Regions from separate parts of the Mus musculus genome. Here region 1 is linked to region 2. Evidence: chromatin contacts called from public Hi-C data. All regions are on one chromosome and are shown on one strand. Each heading gives the region's core, a stretch centred on a gene start, on an enhancer-like site or on the middle of the called end of the contact. The rest is flanking DNA. Distances are from core to core; before and after follow the strand shown.

Region 1 (4,307 bases), core at 1,074-3,573, 52 kb after region 2:
TGAGAAAAGAGATCTCCATTCAACCCTGGACTTTCTAGAAGTCCTCACCGAGGGACTTCTGGAACCAGTGCTACTATTCTAAGATTAGGAGCTGACAATCGGTCACTCATATCTATCAATACCTGCCCCCTGTCTTGGTTTTTGTGCTGTCAGGCTTGAGGTTTGGAGTCCCTTTCCCCACTTTCAGGCTCTCCTAACATGGGAGGGGGTGGGGGTCCTCTTGCCTTCAGTTTAGAGCATGAGGGAGTACATTCCTAAGTGGAGATTTCTGGTTTCTTTGGAAACTCAGTTGTGTCACATAATGCTTTGCTGGAAGCTGTCGTGTGAGAGGACGTTTTGTTGGAACAGGCACATGAGAGGTTATTTTGCTGAAGAAGACACAGGAGAGGGCATATGGTATTTTGCTGGCACTGGCGCACAACCCCATTGTACTATCAACCATCTTTCTCTCCTACCTGTGGTTAGTGGACTAGAAGGGAGGTTGAAACATTTAAAAACCCTAAGTAAAGAAGGGTTTGAAAAATCTTAGCCTAGATGTTTAGAAAGAAAAAAACGTAACCCCACAGACAGTGAGAGGATGCCCTTCTACTGCTACACCTCGCAATGCTTTCCTGGTCTTGGCTAGCTATGCATGCTTTGCTAGTCTTCGCTGGTCTTCACTTTGTAGAGAGAAATGCACAAAAGAAGTTGTGGAATTCCAGCTAATTCTTGCTGTTTCCACTGACTCGTGCCAATTCGTTGGAGTACTGCTGTTTCTTCCAGATCAAGCTGCTGCTACTGATTCGTGTTTGCTATTGGACTGGACTGCTGATGTCCTGACAATGAAGATTGGAATTGCCCCCAAAGAACTACTTCTAAACAGGCCCACAACCCCATTGTCCTATTAACTATCTTTCTCTCTTACCTTTGGTCGGTAGATTAAAAGGGAGGTTGAAGCATTTAAGAACCCTAAATAAAATAGGGTTTGAAAAATCTCAGCCTACAATACCCTTTATCCATAACTCTACTGACATCCGATGTTAATCTTTATGCACAAAATAAACCCAGATAAAGCAGGCTGCCTCCATCCCTCTGCATTGATGGAAATGTGACCTCTGAACAGAGCAGATAAAGATGGTCTGGAGGAAGGTCATGTGACAAGCATTTGTCAGGGGGCAGCCTGGGCACAGAGGAGACTCCAGAATCTCTAGGGATTCAGAGGATGGTGAGAACTGTTTCCCTAATCCTTGTCCCTGTGACTTGGGGATAGGGCCATCTGTAAGATGGGGCCCAATTGTTACCTATCTTCTCTCTTGGAGCTTAAGCTGTTGGCATCATGATTGGTAACAGATCTCCCAGAATTAATTAGTGTTCTTTTCTATTTTTATCACTGGCTATTTTGTTTGTAGTTTTTCTCAGATTTACACTGTATTCTTTGTATTGGGGGCTTCAGGGATGAGGAGACATGGCAACACCATTAGATCGAAGTCCTAACTTCTGTTCCTCCCATCTGGACCCAGTCTCTACATCTGTACGTGAGCACCCAGATTCATGAGACATCTGAATCCAGGCAAATGCCTCTTTCCCAACCCTCCCTGGTTGCTGCAACCCCCCTCCAGTCTTTGTAATGGCTGGGTGTTGTTTAATTCAGGGAAGCTCTTAGTTCAGCGCAGGGAAAGTAGACACAAGTGAATGGTCAAGAAGAGGGTGCCAGTTATTCAGCTCTGGATCAAAGATCATCCAAGCCATGAAAGGGTTCTATGAAATGAACAAACATGAACTTTTAGTGCCTATGAGAGGAGATGATCACCAAGGTTAACAGCTATAGCAAATGCTAAAACAAAGAGTGAATTCTAAAGGTGTAGACAGGAAAATAGGAAACAACCAAGAAAGGTATTATTCTGAGGGCTGGTAACAGTGGTACAAAGCCACCATCCCTTAATATAAAGGAGCGAAGAGAAAGCTTGGTTTCAGAATAATCAGTTTTTTATTAGTCAAAAGCTACTTTACCTTCATTAAACATATGAGCAATGCTAAAAAGTGTGGTTTATATTATGAGTCCTTGCTTTTAGTGGTTAAGTGGCATCTATTAATTTGATGAGAATTAATTAAGCATTGATTGAGGAATAAGCTAAGTATTTGAGACTGCTGGAGTAGAGAAGTCTGAGGGAAGTACATTGTGGGACTTCTGCTAGGGATGCCTGTGAACCAATGCCAAGTATGCAACCCTGCTCACGGAGGGGGCAATTATATGTCCTTGTTTGGCTCAGGGCTGAAGCCTAGCCTGGCTGGAAGGCAGTTGGCTTCAGCCCAACATTACTGCATGCCTGCCCTCTCGGGCCCCACTTCTAGCAGGTCACCAGATCTGTGTTGCCACCTAGGAACATTTGAGAGAGCTGTGAGCTTCAGAAGGTGAGGCGCTGGGGCCAGGGTTGGGGGCAGGGAAGGCCAGCCAGGCAGGGTGGCTGGAGAGTTTTGACAGCCTAGAGAAGAGCCCCTGGGATCCCATTCTTGCAGACGTGAGCCCCCCAGGCAGGCGCCGGGTGGATAAGCGTGTAGACAGCCCGGCCAGGCCGGCCTGTGACGCTTGCCAGCACCTGCAGATAGCAGGGAAATAATTGGCACATGTTTAAAAAAAAATTAAAAACCTCTTGGATGTGAGTATTTTCTAACAGCATCTGGCGGGAGTGCCTGGAAGGAATTTAATCAGCGAGAGTTGTTTAAATCGGTCTACTCGCTCGGCCCCAGCGAGGCTCCTAATGAACTCGGTATCATGTGCCACCCCTGCCTGCTGAGGACATTCAATTTGTTAATTCTGCAGCTGGTGAGAGAGGTCAGATAGGAAAGTGACGATTGTTTTCTGACGTCCCAACCCCTGCTCACATCTTTCTAATTAATCCTTTTAGGAGACATGGGAAGATTAAGAAAGAGAAAAGGTGAGGGAAACAAGCAGGAGAGAATTTGATGGAAAGTCAGCGCTGCCTTTCCTGGATGGATCTGGCGAGCTGGGGGCGGGGAGAAAACCAAGAGCTGAGAAGGCTGCTAGCTGTACTTCCCACACAAAGAAAAAACAAATACTCTGAAGAGATAGCCCCTTGATACTCTCCCATCGTGGCTGTTTTAAACAGGAATGGAGGGGACATGGTCTCCATCATGGTCTTGGGTAGAACTTCAGGGCGTCATTGAGGTATGAGATCTCCTGAGCAGTGAGAGCCAGGCAGAAACCTATGCAACATGCACTGAAGGGCCTCAGTCATCCCAGTTTTGTGAAAATAGCAATTTGGAAGCGCTGGAGTTTCTCTAGCACTGCAGTCCTGAGTCTCTTGCCTTTTGCTCTGCCTTTTGGATCTATTTTCCCTTCTGCTGGACCTGCTGTTTGCTAATGTGTCAAACCCCTGCGGCCCTCAGCCATAAGTCCGCCTGTCCTTCAAGTTGGGGTAGCCCCAAAAGGTGTGTGTGTGGGGGGGGGGGGAGTAGCCTAGGCTGCCTAGTACTATCTCTCTTAGATGTCCTTGTCACTATTTACAACTTTCAAGCAAATGCCTCTCGAATTGTCTTGATGGATATCACTTCTGGTCCATCAGGGGCAGACACTGGGCACCAAGTATGCATGCCAGTCTACATCCCCAGGAAGCCTCACACCCTACAGAACTTTCACTAATGATTAGACACAGTCATCATTCAAATGTTTCCTAATTCAAATGTTTCCTGTCATTGTGCTTACATGTGGGGAATCAGAGATGATTCAGAAAGTGTCAGACCTCAGGGTTCTCAATTTAAGGATGAAGAGTCTGGGAAGGCCTCTCCAGGTTCTTGGAAGATTAACAACCAGAAAACAGAGAAAATCTCTACCCGAAGAAAGGATAGCAGGGTCAGCAGCTTGAAGGCAGGACCGCCAGGCATGAAATCTGCTAGTTAGCGATGGTAGTTGTTATACCAAGTCCAAGGTACTCAGAGCAGGTGTGAGAAGTCTGGGAGTGCACGGACGGGAGTCATGGGGTGCAGAGGTGAGAGTTGGGGAGTCCATTGTCCATAGAGTACAGCTTGGAAGAGAACAAGGTGAGAGCCACCCTGAAAAAATGTTACTTTGATTTAAGAAGGCAAAGAATAGCAAGTGTTCTTTAATCTGGTGCTTGAAGAAAAAAAAAATGGCACAAAATGTGCAATCTCTGTCTTAAAAATAAGGCTCTGATCCTTTGACTGCAAAAAGTTGGCCCTTAACTATCCTGGAGGCCTCTCTGTCCAGGGCCCCCATCATGGATAATGCCCAGTCTCCAGTCTTGCACAGAAACGGGAACCCACAAAGTTGTTTCCTGTAAATGTGGGCA
Region 2 (4,329 bases), core at 245-2,744:
GCTTAAAGCATAATTATAGTAATAATAGTTGAAATCAACAGTAAGTGGCAGTTTGGGGTTTTGTGCCCCCTTCTTTCGTGTCTTCATCCTTCGGAATCTCCTAGTTCCATACATATCAATCAAGGTGGATGGGAAGAGAAAAGACCCAATTTGAAGGTTGGATCTGCCCAGTAAGCAGTAGTAAGCAGTAGATTTCCACACAGAGAAGAACACAATTGTCACAGTTCGTTAGTGATGATGGTCTTAGACAAAAGGATAAAGAAGTGAGTGTGGCCACTCTACCATTGACCTTGAAAGTCACTCCATCCTCACCTTCCTATTCAGCTTCATTTCCTATTCCCCAAACAAGAGTGTTTTGCCAGAGTCAGAGCTTTTCAGTGACCCTTGAATGTGGCTTGCTTCTATGACCAGTTTCTTCTCTTAGTTCTGTCTGGAATGCCACCCAGGAGTCTCTCTATCCATCCAATCAGATCACAATACCAAGTCACTGCATAGTATTCCTGACTCCCATAGTCCTCAGGGACAGCAGCCAAGCTGCAGTCAGATGAAACAGGCTACCACTACAGGACAGGGTTTTACTCCATGCCACAGGGAGTTCATCTGTCCTAGGCTTTTCTCCCAGCTAGGAAAGGCTTCTTGCTATGCCCACAAGAACATCTAGGGACCAGTAAGTCAATGACCTGCAGCAGATTCCATGCTAGTGTACCTAACCCCATGATACACCATACAGCTTTCCCAAAGGAGTACTTCTGAACTGAAAAGACCTGGAGAAGTGGAGACGAAGAACAGATCTTACAAGGCTGATTTTTCTTTTCCAGAGGAAAAAAAGGAATTTCTGAGAATAAAGCTTAAAACCACTTACTAAGAAGTGTGTTTAGCAATGCAGATTCATTGATTTTTGTTTTGAAAAGTTTGACAGACTTTCAGAAACATTTTTGGGATCAAGGAAAGCTTCCTAATGTGCCAGAGAAGAGCTTTCCAAACTCACAAATCACAGCAACTCAGACTACCTATCTACCCACCTAGATATTTCTCTCTCTCTCTCTCTCTCTCTCTTCCTCTCTCTCTCTCTCTCTCTCTCTCTCTCTCTCTCTCTCTCTCTCTCTCTCTCTCTCTCTCTCTCTCCAGAGAACGGGGTAGGAATGGGAGAAAGATACTTCCTCTCATTTTTAAAATAGAAACATTTACTGTCAAATGCCCAGGGCAGGTGTGAGATCAGAGGATGACAGAAGGGATCCATAGAACATGGCCTTATTCTCATTTTGTCCTGGGCAGCTTATTCTCATTTTGTCCTGGGCAGGTAACATGGTCCCTGGGACTTGGCCTTTGGATGCAGGGAACTCCCAGAGGAAGGAGTATGATCACAAGTTTCCAAATATTTCTCAGGCTGCTTGTCTCCTTCCTGGAGGACCCTGAGTGTCTAGATGTCTGGAGCCTTGCTCACTGGTTCTGTCAAGTCTGGCTGGAGACTGGGAGCCAGTGTGGCACTGTTTGTGGAGCCAAAGTGCAGATTAAGTCATGTTTTAGAGGTGACCTCTGTCCACCCCTCCCCTCCAGGCCTCCTTCCGCAGCAGATCCTACCTACAAGCTTCTCCCTTTACTGAGCCCACCCTTACCCCTGAAGACCTAACAGGGCCTCATCTACTCAACAGTAAGCCCCCACCCCCATCTACCCCATGTCACTTTCTTCTCAAATGGACCTGGTCTTTGTTGTTCTAATTAGATTATCTCTGCCTTGGGGACCTAAAGGACAGTCCCTACCAGTCTTGGCTGGAAAGGCAGGTCACATAATCCCTGTTATCAAGAGCCTTGTCATTTAGCATGTAGATCAACTAATTCTTTCGATACCAGGGGACCAATTGTGCATCTTAATATTGATTTTTTTCCTGAGATACAATCGTCCGCATTCCTGAGTCAGACTCACTTACTGAAGCTAAAAGGCTCCACTGACTATATAATGAAGCCACCCCTCCCCCATCACACTTGCCACTCAGATTTAATGGTACAAAGCTGGACAAACCCTTTGTGTTTTTCCACTTGGTCTAATTTCAGAATAAGCTCCCAGTTGACAAGAAACAGGAAAACAGGGGTGGCTATTTTAGAAGCAAGAGCATGAAGTGCATGTCTTGGAGATGGGCTCTCTACCACCCACCAAACCTGCCCCCCTCCCCACCCATGCCACAGGATGTAGAGTGGAATCCGGACTCCTGATGGAATGAGACCAGCCTACAAGCTTTGTAAATTTCATGATAAATGAGTAGCTTGGGCTTTCAAATCAGGCCAGGGCCATTTTGTTATCAAATATGCTTAATGGGAGTGGGAGGCAGTAGAGTAAACATTTGAACTATGGCAATAAGAAAAAAAAGGGGGTAAGATTCAGAGTAAAAATGCATTGAGTTTTGGGCCAGGCAAAAGTGTTGGTTCTGTAAGATGCAGGCAGGGAGACAAGGGCCAGGGGCAAAGGAGGGCCTAATAAGCACCCATTCTCCTCCTTTTCCTTTCTGCTAGCCAACATAACAATGTCCACTCTTTTCTGAGCATCTGCCTTTGTTTGACACTAGAGAAGAGCATGTGTCCAGTCCTTTACACGCATGTGCTCCTCAGGCACTAAGAGCAATGCTTTGTTCATGATTCCCCACATGACAGACAAAATCACAAGGATCCAGAGAGACGATATGTTTGCTATCATCTCAAACAAGGAAGTGATGGAGATGGGGGGGGGGGTGTCAATCCCATGTGACTTGACCCACCCCTAGACAGTAGCCATGACTAACAAAGCCTGCTCTTCCCTCTCCGTTGTTGTCTCAGCCTGTTGGTTTTATTTTATGTATTTCAGTGTGCCTGTATGCATTCTGAGATGACTGAGCAGTTCCCGGTGTCTAGGTGCCCAAGATAGAGAAAAATGTAGAGTGCAGGGCAGAAAAGTAAATAAATGCTACTCACTTTCTACGGGCTAGAGAGGGGTGGATACAGCAGGAATGCTGGGTATGGATCTGAACGCCAGTCCAGCTTCTGCCTCTACAAGAATCCTAAGTGCTTAGATGCGTATGAGAAAAGGACTGAGTTAAAGGAAATTTTCATTAAAAATCTAGTTGAAGTTTAAACTGGAGGAAACCACTCTTTTTTTTTTTTTTCATTTTTTATTAGGTATTTAGCTCATTTACATTTCCAATGCTATACCAAAAGTCCCACATACCCACCCACCCCCACTCCCCTACCCACCCACTCCCCCTTTTTGGCCCTGGCGTTCCCCTGTACTGGGGCATATAAAGTTTGCAAGTCCAATGGGCCTCTCTTTCCAGTGATGGCCGACTAGGCCATCTTTTGATACATATGCAGCTAGAGTCAAGAGCTCCGGGGTACTGGTTAGTTCATAATGTTGTTGTTCCACCTATAGGGTTGCAGATCCCTTTAGCTCCTTGGCTACTTTCTCTAGCTCCTCCATTGGGAGCCCTGTGATCCATCCATTAGCTGACTGTGAGCATCCACTTCTGTGTTTGCTAGGCTCCGGCATAGTCTCACAAGAGACAGCTACATCTGGGTCCTTTCAATAAAATCTTGCTAGTGTATGCAATGGTGTCAACGTTTGGATGCTGATTATGGGGTGGATCCCTGGATATGGCAGTCTCTACATGGTCCATCCTTTCATCTCAGCTCCAAACTTTGTCTCTGTAACTCCTTCCATGGGTGTTTTGTTCCCAATTCTAAGGAGGGGCATAGTGTCCACACTTCAGTCTTCATTCTTCTTGAGTTTCATGTGTTTAGCAAATTGTATCTTATATCTTGGGTATCCTAGGTTTGGGGCTAATATCCACTTATCAGTGAGTACATATTGTGTGAGTTCTTTTGTGAATGTGTTACCTCACTCAGGATGATGCCCTCCAGGTCCATCCATTTGGCTAGGAATTTCATAAATTCATTCTTTTTAATAGCTGAGTAGTACTCCATTGTGTAGATGTACCACATTTTCTGTATCCATTCCTCTGTTGAGGGGCATCTGGGTTCTTTCCAGCTTCTGGCTATTATAAATAAGGCTGCTATGAACATAATGGAGCATATGTCCTTCTTACCCGTTGGGGCATCTTCTGGATATATGCCCAGGAGAGGTATTGCTGGATCCTCCGGTAGTACTATGTCCAATTTTCTGAGGAACTGACAGACTGATTTCCAGAGTGGTTGTACAAGCCTGCAATCCCACCAACAATGGAGGAGTGTTCCTCTTTCTCCACATCCATGCCAGCATCTGCTGTCACCTGAATTTTTTATCTTAGCCATTCTGACTGGTGTGAGGTGGAATCTCAGGGTTGTTTTGATTTGCATTTCCCTGAT

Evidence for each region. A called contact is a pair of places that touch in the nucleus more often than the background predicts.
Region 1: a contact with region 2 is called in a Hi-C map of the N1E-115 cell line, with 4 times the contacts expected there. The contact joins the promoter of E130101E03Rik here to the enhancer-like site in region 2. A contact is called at or near these places in 2 of 39 promoter capture datasets (the 3T3-L1 cell line and the HPC-7 cell line) and 3 of 484 Hi-C or Micro-C datasets (the HL-1 cell line, the N1E-115 cell line and cardiomyocytes).

What each region holds. Positions count from the first base shown.
Region 1 is chr9:24,971,885-24,976,191 of GRCm38.p6, forward strand. It overlaps E130101E03Rik (RIKEN cDNA E130101E03 gene), which reads left to right and starts at 2,324. Exons shown (of 5, transcript NR_153861.1): 1 at 2,324-2,391; 2 at 2,886-2,915.
Region 2 is chr9:24,920,762-24,925,090 of GRCm38.p6, forward strand. No RefSeq gene overlaps it. Among named protein-coding and RNA genes, the nearest start is that of Gm40509, 22 kb to the right of the region's middle. Within about 2 kb of position 1,495, at least 9 of the 459 cell types and tissues checked have an H3K27ac peak or open chromatin away from gene starts, as enhancers often do. A contact at or near this core is called in the N1E-115 cell line, where this site is marked.